Regions from separate parts of the Drosophila melanogaster genome. Here region 1 is linked to region 2. Evidence: chromatin contacts called from public Hi-C data. All regions are on one chromosome and are shown on one strand. The core of a region is the stretch at or near the end of the contact, and the rest is flanking DNA. Distances in the headings are between cores, read along the strand shown.

What was found. Hi-C and Micro-C count contacts between places; a contact is called where the count stands out from the background.
Region 1: a Hi-C map of the Kc167 cell line shows a contact between it and region 2, with 2.5 times the contacts expected there. A contact is called at or near these places in 2 of 107 Hi-C or Micro-C datasets (both in the Kc167 cell line) and 2 of 7 datasets of targeted methods (both in the Kc167 cell line).

What each region holds. Positions count from the first base shown.
Region 1 is chr2L:21,140,542-21,144,367 of dm6, reverse strand. It overlaps Dap160 (Dynamin associated protein 160), which reads left to right and starts at 2,021. Exons shown (of 12, transcript NM_001259189.2): 1 at 2,021-2,129; 2 at 2,356-2,743; 3 at 2,816-3,190; 4 at 3,360-3,799. The coding sequence starts at 2,580. It overlaps pths (porthos), which reads right to left and starts at 1,139. Exons shown (of 3, transcript NM_136246.3): 1 at 865-1,139; 2 at 546-804; 3 at 1-356. The coding sequence starts at 1,062. snoRNA:Me18S-A469 (a small nucleolar RNA gene) reads right to left here and starts at 514; the gene lies at 427-514.
Region 2 is chr2L:20,792,420-20,796,367 of dm6, reverse strand. lncRNA:CR44146 (long non-coding RNA:CR44146) reads right to left here and starts at 1,562. Exons shown (of 2, transcript NR_073815.1): 1 at 1,430-1,562; 2 at 1,113-1,360. It overlaps vari (varicose), which reads left to right. Exons shown (of 10, transcript NM_206011.3): 2 at 234-331.

The DNA of each region.
Region 1 (3,826 bases), core at 772-3,271, 350 kb before region 2:
CGTCTGATACTTGTTAGACACCTCTACCTTTACGGGATCCTTAAGGGAGGCACGCTGCAGTTTCTTTACTTTCTTGGTCATGGTCGCACTGAACAGAAAGGTTCGTCGTTCACGCGGCAATACCTTCAGAATCTTGTCCAGCTCCACCTCAAAATCCATGTTAAGAATGCGATCCGCCTCGTCCATGACCAAGTATTTAATAGCCTTAAGGTTAAAACCTTTCATGTTTTCTAGATGATCAACCAAGCGACCCGGTGTGGCAATTATAATATGCGGCTTCTTGGCCAGTTGAAGACCCTGGGCTACCATGTCCATGCCGCCGACTACCACGCAACACTTTATGCCAATCCCGCTACCTGAAAAAAACAGAGCTAGCATAAGTTTGGCAGAAGGAAATTCAAGAATACGATAAATGGGAAGGTTTTTTTACTCAGAGGTAGTGACGAATAAGAAAATTATAATTTCATATTTTCGTTGATACACAAAATCAAAACAGGTTTAACATCACTGCGAATTAAAAGCACATAAACTATGCGAAAACTCACCAAGGGCTTCAAACTGCTCGCCAATTTGAAATGCCAGTTCCCTCGTGGGGGTTAGCACGAGGGCAAAATACCGCTGCGGATTCTCGAGAAGGGCGTGTAAAATTGGCAGAGCGAAGGCGCCCGTCTTGCCGGAACCGGTCTCCGCTAGGCCAATTACATCCTTGCCCTGTAAGGCGACCGGAATGGCCTCACGTTGGATCTTCGAAGGCGCCTTCCACTTCAATTCGTCACATGCTTGACACAAAGCCTCATTGAGACCCTTTGAAGAAATATGGCCATTCGATTAAATTTTAATTTAAATTAATAGTGGGGCTCATACGAGATCTTTCCAGGTTAGCTTCTGTTCCTCGGCTGCGTCGTCCTCGGAGCCTTTATCATCTTCACCACTTAGTGCCGCCTCGCTGTCCCCTTCCTTATGATTGTTATCTTCATCTTCCTGCTCCTCCTCGCTACCTAGATCCTCCTCTTCGTCACTCGTTTGTAGCTGCGTCTGTTCGTCCTCTGAAGTTTCCGACATTTTGTTACATGAGTTTCAGAAAAATTTCACGGTACGGACATTACCAATAGCAGCACGTGGTCGAAATAAAAGAATTAGAGGCGGTAAAATAGAAATAGAACTATTTGCGATATTATCGATATAGTTGCGTCTTTAAAACAGTGCAGATTCATGATAACTTTCGATAGCTAATGTGCGATATATCACATGCACACTTAATAAAATTTGTAACTCATTCATACTGAACCATGATCTTAATTACAGGACTTAGTTATAGTGCAAATAGTTTGTTTCGGAAATATATTCACATTTGTATAAAATCGTAATTTGTTAGAAAATTGTTTAATATTGTGATTTTGTCATTTCAGTTAATATAACAATGTTTGAAAATAGATGGTGAATACAAATTTGGTATACATCTTTTTCCATCGCGCAATTTTAAATTAATGAAACGCCAATTAGAGGGTTGTCTGTCATGAACTGTCAACGAATAAAAACTGTTTGACATTTTCATACACAAATGTTATTGATGCTATTATTAACAATTCCGTTAAATCCGGAACAAAAGATTTCTGAATAATTGTCATTTTTAATTGTATAGAAATATTAAAGACAATAAAAGAAAAAAATAGTTGAAATAATTTAACTGACTTGTACTTAACATTTTCTTATAATTTTGGATATTCGAATTTTAATCTTCGATTTTGTTTATTGCGATCTGTTGATGTTTTGGTTAGGTATACATTTTCGTATTGTGTTAAATGCATCATACTGCCGACATAATTTTTATGAGGTTCACTGTAGAAGTAATATAATTAATATATTACTCATAGTCAGTAGTTGTTTCATTTATTTAAAAATCCGTTAGCGGCTAAAAACAAAAACGTTGCAGAATAGTCACATCCAACTTAAGGTCACCGTACTTTTCAACACTTGCTTGCTATAATCACAGAAACAAGCGACGGTCACCCTCCTTCGATTATTAGTCCGTACCTATCGGAGCCTATCGTTCGTCGATATAGGATCCTATCATATAAAATATTGATTAAAATTTACGCAAATACAAAATTTTCTTGTTCCGATGAAAAGTAAGCAACAAAATTACAGTTAAGAGGGATATATAAGAGAATAACGTGTGCGTTGGCGGGGACCATACCACATCATTACTTATCAGTTAATTCGTGGCTATGCGGTTGACAAGTGAAAACGCCTACTAAAGAGAAACTAAAACCTTCAGAAAGCGAGTAAAGGGGGCAATCTATCTTTACAACCTGTCCATTGAGATCGCTTAATATTTTTGGAAATGCTTTATAGGTAAACCATAAAAATCCATTGTGAAAATTTGTGGGGGTGGTGGATACTGAATAGGCGATAGACGTAGTAAAGAGAGCGGCGAAAAGAGTGCGGAGCGAAAGAGTTTGTATTTGATGTGTACTCAAAAGTAGCCGAAGAGAGCGCACTAATACACACGCATACGGAAAAAGGACGATAAAGAGGAAGAGCTTTCCGTGGAAACTAGGATAAAGTGTTTGCCCAAAATGAACTCGGCGGTGGATGCGTGGGCTGTGACCCCGAGGGAGCGTTTGAAGTACCAGGAACAGTTTAGGGCACTCCAGCCGCAGGCAGGATTCGTTACCGGCGCCCAGGCCAAAGGGTTCTTCCTGCAGTCCCAGCTGCCGCCCCTGATCCTGGGCCAAATATGGTATGTATATTACGCCCCCATGAATCATCCACCGATAAGAGTGTTAATTCTTACTCATTTTCTTATCTCCAGGGCTCTGGCGGACACTGATTCCGACGGCAAGATGAACATCAATGAGTTCAGCATAGCCTGCAAGCTTATCAACCTCAAGTTGCGCGGCATGGACGTTCCCAAGGTTCTTCCTCCCAGCCTGCTGTCGTCTCTTACCGGCGATGTCCCCTCGATGACGCCACGTGGCTCCACAAGCTCCTTGAGCCCTTTGGATCCACTCAAGGGAATAGTTCCGGCAGTAGCTCCAGTTGTTCCCGTTGTGGCTCCACCGGTGGCTGTGGCTACTGTCATTTCACCGCCTGGAGTCTCAGTGCCGTCTGGCCCCACACCCCCCACCAGCAATCCACCTAGTCGCCACACGTCTATCTCAGAGCGAGCGCCATCGATCGAGTCTGTGTAAGCATCACTTAGAATCGAATTAATGATTTAATATTATTAATGTAGCAAAGAAGAGATAATTTAATTAATTAAATTTCAAATATTCTTAGTTATTGAAATATTAGCAAAAACATATATATAATATCGTATCTGTTCTTAACTCCTCAATCAACTTCTATCCTTTTAGCAACCAAGGAGAATGGGCCGTTCAAGCTGCCCAAAAGCGTAAATACACGCAGGTGTTCAATGCTAATGATCGCACCCGATCTGGTTACTTAACTGGATCCCAGGCACGCGGCGTTCTCGTACAGAGCAAGTTACCCCAGGTCACGCTGGCCCAAATCTGGACGCTGTCCGACATCGACGGCGATGGACGGCTGAACTGCGACGAGTTTATTCTTGCCATGTTCCTATGCGAGAAGGCCATGGCTGGTGAGAAAATTCCGGTTACCTTGCCCCAGGAATGGGTACCGCCCAACTTGCGCAAAATAAAATCGCGACCGGGATCGGTCTCAGGGGTGGTATCCCGTCCTGGCTCACAGCCGGCCTCCCGACACGCATCTGTTTCATCCCAAAGCGGAGTGGGAGTCGTGGATGCTGACCCAACAGCCGGACTACCTGGACAAAGTAAGTGCTTAATTAACTCCGTTGCCA
Region 2 (3,948 bases), core at 313-2,812:
AGATATGCGGTCTTTAAATGTATTTACAATAAATCGATAACAAAGAATATGATTATAAAACGAAAAATCAGATGCATGTATATCTAAATATTTCCCTCTAGAATTCCATCATTGTATGAATTGTATGAATTGAAAAGGGTAGCATTAAGCTGCCAAAACGAATGTCATTTCATCTGTTTCCGATTGTCATTTAACGACTGCGATTAATCTAAAACACTTTCGCTCCGTTTTAGCCGCCTTTCGCAACTCGACTGACCTATCCGACCACGATGAGATCTTCCTCAAGGGATTGCTGCGTAGTAACTCCAACACGCCCCACAAGGAACTGATGGCAAGTAGACCAGAACATATAAACGTAAAAAGGCGAGAGAAAATATCTCTGTACAATTTCTGACCCACTTAAACGCCTTCGAGCATCTGCTCAATAAGAAAATTGCGCATACGGTTTTCCACCCATTTTCCATACCCAGCCACACACACGCACACACTTTCCACATTTGTGTTTACTTCATCGATGGCATTGCATGCTGATTTTTCGGTCTAGATAGAATTTTCCGGGCTGCTTGTATGTGCGTGTGTTTGCTTTTCTTATTACATCATTTTCCTTGCCTCCACAAGCGCCAAAAAGAAAAGAAAATCCTTCTGTATTTTAAAAGATTTTCTCGCTTTAGCCATGCACTGCAATTGTTTTTTTTTTTTTTTTTGACTTCGTAATGGCCCATTAGCACTTGCTATTTTATTTTTGCCTTCCTCTTTTGAGTTTTCGCACTAAACTTGACCTCTATTGCCTCGGCAGATGAGTTGCCTTTATGCAGATGGGAGGCATTTTATTAGATCATCGTGACATAACCATTGAAGTGGAAATTATCTTGACCCGACACATTTAGCGCCTCCTCGAAGGTTTCTTACGGTAAAAGAACTGCCAAAAAGTTTGTAGCCTAATCAAATTGTAAATATTATTTGCTGTTCCTGCGGCAAACACGCAGGTCAACTAGAAAAACAATGAGAGGCAGTTACAACCAAAATTAAAACGAATTTGTTGTGCTCTGTATACAAGAAAAATAACAAAATATTTTAATTAATTTTTAAAAATTAATTTTCAAAATTGAAGATGCCCTTTCTAAGATGTAAAGTTATTCTGTTGGCGAATAATAAAGAAGTGGGGAATTAAATAGTATGTAAAAAATAGGCGTAAAACAATGATTATTAAGACCCAAACTAGCAGTACGGAAAAGCCAAATACAACAAATATTATGGAAAGCGACATCGTGTGACGACGACCATAATTAGAATCCAACATTTTCCGAGGCATTTTCCTGGGCAGGCTCATTCGTTTGTGGTTTTCTGCTGTGGTCGGCGGCTGTTGAGAAAGGCAGTGAAAGTAATTAAGCCACGAGTCACGAGATAAGAAAATATGAAATGTCACTACCAGCTCCCCTGTTTTCCTTTCCCCAACTCGCCTGTCGTCACCGCTCCTTGGAACACTCCCCCATTTTATGCAGATTACATAAAACTCGACGCAAGTCGCCGTGCCAACTCTTTGACATCAACGCCCCAAAGAAGTTGTGTGTATTTGAGTGTGAATAAGGAAACCGGTTTGGAAACATTTTCCAACGTAAACACTACGCTTTTTATGCTACCTGCGCTCGAAAACGATGCACAAAAAGCGCCCAGCTCGTTGGCCTACTAATGCAGCTGTGGTCGGGAGATCGAAAAAGCTTGCTATAAGATGCTGTTAAGATCACTGAAGTAGTTGGTAAAAACATTGCAAAGCATGTTATAGCCAAACTTACTTATTTAAGGTTCTGTTTTACTGAACAAAGTATAAAGCTAGTTAAATAAATATGTTTCAGCAACATTTGAATTATAATATTTGGAAAGCTAAGATCAGATTATTTAATTTCAGTATAACATTTAACAGAACATTTTAATGTTGGTTATTGTTATATTTTAGATATACCCCAAGTATGTACATATTTGTATTTTAAAAAGTTTTCTACAGTTTCAAATGGTTTTCATTAACAGAAAGAGAGGGCGCGTCACTGCTGGTTTTAAGTCACTGTTAAGTACAAGCTAACATGTGGATAACAGACTGCGTACAGTTGTAACTTGGCTCACGCGGAGCTTTTTTCACGGCAAGCCAGCGGCAAGCGAACTGAGCAGCAAACAAAGCTAGCCCTAACTTGCTCACTAGCTCTCGCCGCTTGCTTCCATAGCTCGTGAGTCAGTTAGTTGCGAACAGTGCTAAGGTGAGGTTCACATTCCGGTTTGAAACGCGCGCTTCGTTGGTTTCGGCCCATTCGAATGAGTGAGCATTGGTGCCTGACTGTAGTATAGGTGTTTTCACGGTGGTGTTTGTGAGCGTGGCTTAAACGGGCGGCTTGAAACCGAAAAGCAACAGTTAGTTGGTGCTCTCTCTGCCCTCTCTCTTTCGAATTCAACAATGTTCATAAACCATTTTCCGTGTGAAAATTAATAAGCCCACTTCAGGTGCTAATTACGAATCGATCAATATTATTGTAAAAACGGAAAAACGAAAAACTGGAACAGTTATTAGTGTGTTGTGCTAGTGCCTTGGTAACCCCGCTGCATAAAGCTTTTCCGAGCTTGAATTGATGACGTAGTCGCCGAGAACTGTTTTGTAACCTGGCCAACAAGCAGTAACTGTCTTGGCCATGCTTTGGCATTTCCAAAACCCCAAACTCCATACTATGAAACTCAAAAAGAGTGGCTCTCTCCACACGCACACATATGCACGACAAGCGCTCATCAGCGTTTTGGGAGTGGCTCCAAAAAAATAAAATAAAAAACAAATAAAAGTCAACTAAAAATATGATCAACTGTTAATGTTATTGCATACTTAATGCCATTAAGGTCTTATAACTTTATCTAGTTGCTTTGGTTATTTTAGGTTAAATATTTCACAGCCACAGCCTTCGAATATGAAACAAATTCGCCACTTGTTTACGTGTGTCTAATTATCAGCTTGCTTAATTAGTAAGCACCTGTTGCGGTACACAATATTTTGAGGCAATTTTAAACTGACGTTGTCATGACGAAAACATTTTGCAGAGTGGAGGTGAAAGCCCAGGCCAAAGTATCAATAACAAATGTGGGTGTGTGGTGAAAAAGGGTGGGGACTGTCTGTCGCGTGGGGCTTCTTCACAGTTTTTCACACGGAAAAGGGCTTAGCTAGCGAAAATCCGTAGAGCGCTGCGGAAATACGATCTTCGCTGGTTCGATAAATAAACAAACAAAAGCAGTCGGGATTACTCATCCACAAATATATTTAAATGCGATCAAAAGCTTATCTTGGAATACCATATACATATATCCAAAAGTATATTTTTGTTTTATGATAATGAGTAGTAAGAAAACTTCCAATCACTCATTCAAAAGAGTTTTACATAGCTCAAAACTCACACTTATTAAGCTATAAATAGTAGTTGGAAATTCCATTCAGTTTTATAGAAACAAACAACTGACAAGTTTCCCAGAATAGAGTTCTTGTGCAGAGAATGCATTCCTCTCGCTTTCTGCTTATCAATTCTCCGGCGATAGTGACGCTCTTCGGATTCCAGAGAGCGGAGAAGAAAAGCCATCCCACGCTAAATTCGCATAAATATTGCATGAGCTGACTCAGATGACTTTCCCATCGTGGGCGGAAATTGCCGATGGGCCCAGAATAAATACAATGGACGCAAGAAGCAGGGAATAACAAACGCTGTAGTTGTAGACAGGGACAAATGGAGCCGGAAGATGAAATTATGTGCAATTAAAGCAGAAAACTCACTTTTCATGCGACCCAAATTCAAATGGCAAGCGACCCAATTTTTGACCTAAGACTCCACACACTGTGTTGTCAGCGTGGACCTGAGTTCACCCGGGGTTAAATGGCATGACATATGTACATGTATACATATATATTGAGTACATGGAGAGCCAGAG